Regions from separate parts of the Zea mays genome. Here region 2 is linked to region 1. A link is a contact called in public Hi-C data. All regions are on one chromosome and are shown on one strand. Each heading gives the region's core, a stretch centred on a gene start, on an enhancer-like site or on the middle of the called end of the contact. The rest is flanking DNA. Distances are from core to core; before and after follow the strand shown. Region 1 holds the start of LOC100283157. Region 2 holds the start of LOC100383636 (Serine/arginine-rich splicing factor SC35).

Evidence for each region. A called contact is a pair of places that touch in the nucleus more often than the background predicts.
Region 2: a Hi-C map of leaf shows a contact between it and region 1, with 4 times the contacts expected there. The contact joins the promoter of LOC100383636 here to the promoter of LOC100283157 in region 1.

The regions. Positions count from the first base shown.
Region 1 is chr7:175,258,504-175,262,756 of Zm-B73-REFERENCE-NAM-5.0, reverse strand. It overlaps LOC100283157, which reads left to right and starts at 2,295. Exons shown (of 7, transcript NM_001156059.1): 1 at 2,295-2,513; 2 at 2,832-2,971; 3 at 3,115-3,255; 4 at 3,801-3,909; 5 at 4,086-4,147. The coding sequence starts at 2,879. It overlaps LOC100274924, which reads right to left and starts at 2,171. Exons shown (of 2, transcript NM_001331157.1): 1 at 2,003-2,171. The coding sequence starts at 2,170.
Region 2 is chr7:175,817,473-175,821,725 of Zm-B73-REFERENCE-NAM-5.0, reverse strand. LOC100383636 (Serine/arginine-rich splicing factor SC35) reads right to left here and starts at 2,506. Exons shown (of 9, transcript NM_001176284.1): 1 at 2,367-2,506; 2 at 2,189-2,267; 3 at 1,940-2,019; 4 at 1,774-1,840; 5 at 394-465. The coding sequence starts at 2,445. All of the region lies in intron 4 of LOC103633439, which reads left to right.

The sequences.
Region 1 (4,253 bases), core at 1,046-3,545:
TTTCAGGGATGTGCAATAATCTTCAAGAAACATATGAGAGAAACTTCCCCTATGTCAAATTTGCACAGGAATAATGGACAAGTCAACTTAACCGCTGCAAACAAACTTTTCATGGCCCATGCAGCTGATTAATGATGAGGCCAATGAAAATCAGCTCTGGATAGGTTCCAAGGACGATTGGTAGTGGTCCTTATAGCGAGTTGCTGGAAATGCTCAAAGATGTCGGCCTTAAAAATTGGGTTGTCTCATTTGGCCAACTTCCTGTTGATCTGTTTGAGCTCAGATCAACCATCTGGAGATAATTTCCCTACGTTCGGGCAACTGATAAGCTCCCATACAGCATGTTTCTACTCAGATCAACTACTGAACAGCTCCCAAATGTGATCGGTAAAGTTCCTGAAGGTCCTCTTTTTGTCTCACCTTAGCTCAATAAAAGTTAAAATAAAAACAGCATAAGGGTTTGCTTTGTTTTATCATGGTTCATGGTAAATTTGTGCCATTTCTGAACTTCTTTTAGTTTGATGACATGTTGTCCAAACACTTTTGAAGATGTGTTGCACACTGGTACTTGCCACAAGCTCACAATTTCTTATCTTATTTTGATTTTTTTCATACAATTTTTTCAGATCAAGAACTGAGGTGGTTATCATTTTTCATAGGGGTGTCCCTTTCTTTTCTTAAGAATAACTAGATTCTAATCCAATATCTTTAGCTGCAAAACCATCCTTTTCCTTTGATGTTATCGCTTATATTATGATTTTTTTCCTACGCGCGTTGGGCGCGCGCCAGTTACTAGTATATACTAAGATGCTTCATCCACGCAAGGAGAAAGTATACAACGATTGAAGAATGTTCCACTCAATATATACTGAGATGCTTCATCCACACAAGGAGAAAGTAAATAAGTCCACTGCCTCCTGCAGCTCAGTGATGGGGTAGGGTGTCCCAAGTCCCAACAGTTAGATAGATAGCTGTAGGCAGTAGGATGGTGTACCAATGATTAAGAAAATTATGACCATAGTTTAGACTGCCAAGAGTAAACTGCAAGAAGGTGCTAATCGCCGCTAAACAAGTAAACAACCATTCAACATTCACATAGCTGTGGGTTCTGATAATTCAGGGGTGCATGTGCATCATCCAGGAATTAAATTTCAAAGAGAAGCAACAGTGACAGAACTTCAGAGGTTGTTGCCATGTCCTTTGGACAGGATAGCATGCCCAAAAGAATGAGCATATCATGCTCATGACATGCAAAACTACAGCAAGAGCTAGAGGTCATCAGCCACAGCTGATGTAATACAGCCACAGAATTTTCAGCCACATCATGGTTTATGGCTGCACTACCTGTAGGCATCGCCTTAATTACCATGATCTAACAAAATCAATTCCATTTAATTTTGGACATTCTTCGTGCACGAATTGCATCATTTTTTTGTTCTATATAAAGGGTAACCCTGCTCCTTAAGAAAGCATATAACAACAGTCTTACACAACCAACTTTGCACTAATTTTAATGAACTAAATAAAACTAGATAATAACGAAAAAATATTCATCTCATAACTTGATATAGTGCACCTAGCAACTGGCTAAAGTCCAACGACATAGACATGGCAAAGCTGTACTGAACATGGCCTCAATGGGGGCGACCTGTAAATTATACCAATCAGAACTGAACTAGACCAGCTCACATCTGTGAACAAGTTCAACGAGCTAGTCTAAATCATCCCCCGCCGAACAGATCCTTGGAACGGACTTGCTAGAGATCTCGGGAGTCATGAGATGTAAAAGTGGCCTAGCCGCGAGATCTCGGCAAATCAGCGTGTCCCCTCTCGCGACTGTACGCAGCCAAAGACCGATCCAGCGAAACAACCTAGTAAATCTACGAATTCAGACCCGGAAAAAAAATCACCATGCGAGGACGGTCGACGAAATGGCACGGGATCCCCACGAGAACAGATCGGCCATCACTCTTGTGAGATCTAGGAGAAGAAAGAGGTGTACCTTGCCCGCCGCGCCGCCTTGCCTCTCCTTCGCCTCGCCTACTGTGTGTCGCAGTGTGGTTTGGTGTGGCTTGAAGACCCGACAAGACGACGACTCGGGGGAGTCGGGAGCCGAGAAGAGAAAGGAAGTACGGAAATGTAAGGCCCATTGGGCTGGCGAAGGGTTCATTGGGCCTGATATACTAACTTACATGGTCCCATCTTCTAGTTTGTCTAGGCCCACCGTTCGTCCGTGCGTGGGTGTGGGTTGTTGCTCCACCTTTCGCCTGAGTCCACCTTCCACAGGCCACCGGGAAGGAACCGGTTCCCGTTGGCTCGGCTCGGCTTGGCAAGGCCCGCCACCGCCCTCCCTCCCCCCGCGACCGCGACTCTGCGAGCACGACGAGACCCACGGACCCACCTCGATCCAGATCCAGCCAACTGCGCGCGTCGGCGTTACCCCTTCCTCCTCGACGCCACTGCCGTGGAGCGGGGATCATCCGCCTGAACCGGGTCGACCGCTTCGTTCCTTGGTTAGGAAGCCTTTGCTTTCCGACCGATCGTTCCTTCTGTTTTCTGCGGATTTTTTTTTTTTTTGTCGCGAACGCTCGAGTCGAAGTTTCCTTTCTGGTATGAGAGTGGTCTGATCCATCCGCCCACTTTGTTGCCGATTTGTCTGCAAGTATTCGGTTGTGGTTGGTGAGGGTGGGCGGTTGGCAATTGAGCAGGCATGATCCTTGGCATTTTGTAGGCGACCCGCCGCATTTCGTGGCCAATTTCTGAATTGATTATGCGATGCAAGCTGTGGATCGTGGTTGAGAAATATGTGTGACTTGATGTCAATATTTCAGGTGGTGGGTAGCTGGTTGGGGGAGCTCAGAACCTTACACTTACAACTATGTTCTCCTTGTTCTATGGTCTATGGAAGCACGTCTTCAGCAAGGCAGAGTTCCATGTGCTTATCCTCGGAGTTCATAAGGCTGGCAAGACGGTAATTCTTCTGAAGCTTGTCTACAGTTTTTCCCATCTACAGTTCCTTGCAGTTCATGGGTTGCTGGGATTAGGTTGAGTCCATTTCGTATTTATCTGAACCAGGTCCGTGTTAAAACTTAATGTTGAAACATTGCCATGTAGACCTTGCTAGAAAAGTTGAAGTCGATCTACTTGAAGGGAGAAGGGCTTCCGCATGATCGTATTGTTCCAACAGTTGGCCTTAATATTGGGCGTATTGAAGATGCAAATGTAAAGCTTGTTTTCTGGGATCTGGGAGGCCAGGTACGACTTTCCCTGGAGAATTACAGACCAAAAGTTCCTCAGTTGCAATCTCTTCGTCGAAACTTCACCATTTAACAATTTATGCGGTTATTAATGCTTTGGTCAATAGGCTGCCGGTTAATTTAAGTTAGAATCATGCATGTTGATTCTACATGTCCTTGTTATACTGTCTGGTGACAGAAGCATAGAACTCATTTCAATTTGCAAACAGAAATGCTTGGATCCCAATTTTTACCACATAATCAGTGTGCTTACGTGGTCTGGTACTCTGCTATAGTTTCGAGAGTATTTAAGTGTGTGCTTGTAATCAGAGAATGGTGATGTTTTCATGTTGCTCCACATGGAATTTAAAGAAATCAACAAGGGCTTGTATGGGGGCATCTAGTGATCGTATTCTGATGTTGTTCCACAGGAACATTTTCTCTAAATTTGGAGTATTATTTATAAGCTTGTATTTCAGTGCTGCGGAGATCTTGATCTGCATCTGTTGTTTGGTGCCAATTTGTTGCAAAAAAAAAACTTACACTAATACAATATTTTAACAGCCTGGCCTACGAACAATATGGGAGAAATATTATGAGGAAGCCCATGCTGTAATATATGTTATCGACTCTGCTTCTGCATCATCATTTGAGGATGCTAAATCTGCTCTCGGTAAGTTGGTTCATTTGTCTACAGTCACAAAATTATCGTGTACTTTTTCTGTTACCTGTATTAGCAATCATAGTATAGAGTAGTTTTCCGCTAAAAAAAGTACATACTAGCTAGAACTGGTAAACTGTGGTAGTTAATTCATTACTGTAGTGAATGTTTTGAACTTTTTATTGCAGAGAAAGTTCTCCGCCATGAAGATCTGCATGGAGCGCCAATACTTATATTTGCAAACAAGCAGGTTGACATCTACCTGTACTTGTCTTGGTTTATATACTCCTTAAAACTCCATGCACTTGCCCAACAGTTTTTTTGACGGTCCACTTGCTCAATAGTTGATAATTATG
Region 2 (4,253 bases), core at 1,257-3,756, 560 kb before region 1:
GGCGAAAGAAATGCTTGTCATCCACATGAGGTCTTAGCTGAACCAAATCTAATAAATCCCATAGGAGGAGGTACTCGTTGATAACACCCACTGAAAGACCCCCCTGAATATCCGAAATCCAGCTGTGATTGGAAAGAGCGTCCAATACTGTTCTCCGATTAGCCCTTTGCTTAGAAATAGTTCTAAATAACCGTGGACCCATCTTATCCCTTATTTCAAACTCCACTTTGCAAACAGTGTCATCTACAGTTCTGCGTTCTCTATTTTACCCTATCTACTGGAGACAGTCTTAGTGAAGTTAAAATACAGTGGTGGGTATCACTTTTCTATAAATTTTGAAGAACAGAAAAAACATGTCCATATAACATTCAGAAAATGATGGCGCTGCTATACCTCCGTCTTGGACTGTGACTCCTGGAACGCCCCCCTGGTCTTGGAACTGGCTCCACTATTCTCCCTTTATTACTGTGAAAGATGCAAGGATTCAGTATGGACGATAAAAGCAGAGAAATTAACGCTACAACAGTAGATATTTGAGAAACTCACACTAGGATGCTTTCCTGTGAAAGCAATTAAAGGAAAAGTTGTGGATGCTCGGTGTGTTCCTAAGAGACATCACATATGATGATTTAACTAATTTATTCTGCTCATCATGTGGCCCTAAAAACTTTTTTACATGAAAAAATAGGACATGTCATATTTATCATAGTTATTAAGGCAATAAGGCGAGTTAAGGCAAGCAATCCCCTTTTCACCTTTTAAGCGGAAAGACGTAAGGCGAGGCGAGGTGACGCCTTACTCATATATAAATATAGGAAAATATAGAGTTAAGATGAGGTGTTTGCACTCAAAATTAGGTCCTAAAACACTTTAATGGGTCCCTAACATACAGAACTCAAAGAATCCAGTAATTTTTTTTGAATTATAAACTGTCAAAGGATGTTAGAAAGAAAAAAAAGAAGTGGAAAAGAAAAAGGAAAAAAAGAATGGTATGGACTTTTATTTGGTGACCCATCTAGAAGCCCATTAACTCAGCACAAACCGAGGTTCCACCACAGCCACACAGCAGCCGCCGCCGATGCAGTGCTCTGTGTGTTCTCCATCTTCTGCCCCCTCCCCCACTCACGCTCGGCTGCGGCGCCAGCGGCTCCCCATCCCGCCGCATGCCTGCAACCTCCACCGCCGCACCGCGTCTTACGTCCGCGGGCAAGGCGAGCAGGACGCCTTGCCATCTACGCGCACCTTAACGCTTAAGCGACACTTTAGCGACGCCTTAATAAGTATGATATACTAAAATGAAACCGCAGTTTACTGTGTTCTTGTTAGTGAATTACCAACATAGAAGACAAAATGAAAGAAAAATAAATAAATAAAGATAAACCAAGAAATGCTGTGGCAGCATAAGTGGCTGTAATATTGCACAAGGAACCAACATGACTAAATAAATTGTACGTTATACCTGATTATTAAAATCCAAAACAAGTAAACCCATACAGAGGTTCAAACTAAAACAGCATTTATATATATAGCATTATGAGTGTTATACAAACTAGTGTTGTCTCTTTGCTCTAACACAGTATTGTACTGAGGTACATGGCAAAAGGTCTCACTACTGCCTAACGTACCTATCCAACAAATATACGATAAGAACTGCATTTAGGATTTAAAATGGCAAGTAAGAACTAGAATAGTCATTGAAGATCTCATGAACTAGGTTAATCATTGAAGATCTCAAGAACAAACACAGCACAGAGAACAAAACTGATGTCTTACATCCGTTCAGCATTTGGGCCGTACTTGGCAAACTGCACCATGATCTCCCTCCCGTCTACCAATCTCCCTGCAAATAAAACGCAGCACAGTTGAACAACATACAATCTAAAACCACACATGGAGCACACTGATTTCTACAGAGGCGAGAACCTCAAACTAAACTCACCATCGAGCCTTTCAACTGCCTTCTGTGCCTCGTCCTCGTACTTGTACCTCACGAACGCGAATCCGCGCGAGTCACCAGTCCTACAACCATAACCCTAGATGAGCACTCGCAAATCGGTGTTATCGCACACACGCACACGAGCGTCGATCCCTAATTCCATATTCTACACCAGGTACTCAGCCATCGCACGCAAGCAAAACTCTCGAATCGTAGATAGAAACATCCTTAGCCTGTTCGACTCGCGCTCACCGGCGGTCCCTTGGGATGTAGATGTCGACAATCTCGCCGTACTTGTCGAAGAGAGGGAAGAGGTCATCAGCAGTTGTGCCTGCGAGGCACCCAAACACAGATGAGGCGCCAATTCAAAGCCCGTAGGGTAGCTGGAATCTGGAGAACGGAAACAGAAGCGGGGAAGAGGGGAACTCACGGAAGGTGATGTTGAGGACGAGGAGTGAGTACGTGTCGCGGATCGGCGGCGGCGGGCCGGATCGACCGAAGCGTGACATCTCGCCGGAGCCGGAGGCGGCGCGGGACGGGGGTGCTCGAGGAGCGGCTGGTGGATGAAGGGTGGAAGGCTAGAGAGGGAAGAGGGGATGGGGAAGAGAACGGGGCCGCAAAAGCTGCCGAGTCTTCTAGGCTTGCACGCACGCGGCACGGTGCGACAAGTGGGCCCCTTGCATACGAACTTTTAGCCAGTGGTCAGGCACTCCTGCTTTTTTGTTTGGTTTGGAGCCGAAATTGCCTGGCCGAGGCATAGATTATAGGTCTGTTTGGTTTGATGCCTAAGTTGTCACACTTTGCCTAACTTTTGTGTCTAAGGTTAGTTCTTCAATTCGAACGACTAACCTTAGACAAAGTGTGGCACATTTAGGCACGAACCAAACAGCCCCATGCATTAATACATTATGCATTGGATATTTGGATTTTGAGTAGAGCTATGATTCCTTGTATGGTAGTCAAGTGTCTGGGAGGTCCTAACCAAACAGGCTCATTTGTTTCACATCAAATTGGCCTGACTCTGACTCTCTTTGGAGAGTGAAGTATTTTGTTGTTTCTTGTTTTTCCGTATAATTATACTTTGCAATGATAATATTATAATTTTGGTCAGCTTTTCAAATACCATGGTTTCAAAAATATAGTTTTCATAAATGTAACCAAACACCTTATAACATAAAAAACCATAATATTCACTAAAAAGTAAAAAAAATACTTCACTTCCAAATAGGCCCTTGTACTCAAACATCTACTATACAATTCAGGGTGTATTGGTAGCAAAGTTTTTAGATACTACAATTTTGAAATACTATGGTTTACATTTGTTCATGACAAAAGTACTGCGGTTTTCAAAACCACACTAAAATCACGGTTTTCAAAAATTTTGAGGATTGTTTAGTATTTGCTCCCTAGCACGTGCTGATATAACAGTGCGGTATGGGGTGGACACGAGACATGTGTGGAGTTTCCAAAACTATAAAATACTATAGTTTTAGGTAGATCATGGTAATTGAAATTATGTTTTACTAGTAAAATCAAACATATTTTAGCTTCCAATACCATAGTATCATTCAATATCATATTATTGCCTTAAAAATGTAAAGATACTAAGCTTTCAAACATGGCCTCACTAATTTTTGGTATTGGCCAATGAAGAAAGCTTTCAAAAAGGAATAAAATGGAGAGTACGATTGCTAAGGACGTAGACGTAGGGGCGATGGTGGAGGAAGGACCAAGATAAAGACCATAAGGTTGTCAGGCAAGGTTAGCAATTTTGGCTGAAATTTAGCAGATTTTGTAGTTTTTTCGTTTTTAGTGCTATACAAAATTGAAATTTCGGTTCGAAAAATTATATATTTCAGTTCCAAATTCAAAAAATATATAAAAGTCAAATTTTGGTCAAAATAGAAATTTTGAACAGTAAAAATGAAATTGTAAACCATATCGTCAGGGCATCGGGCGAGGTGGATGTGGCCAAGGGAGGCGGGATGTTGAGCACAAATGCAGCCATGCGGAGAAACAAAGAAGATAGTCACATAGGAGGACCTACAGATCCTACTTGACAGTTTCCTGACGGATCTCCGCACTTTCCATCCCTCGCGCCAAACATAAATTAAGAACATCTCTATCCCCTCAACTAAAAATTGACATGGAAGGGTCTCCTCCTAGAAAATTGGAATAGGTCTACCGCGTCCCTCCTTGTTTCCAAATCAAAAAGCCTAAAAGGGAAATGTGTCCTTAGACAATTTTTAGTTGCTTTGGTGATTAAATGTCTAACACACCACTTTAAACTAATTCTCTTTATATAAGCATGAGCACA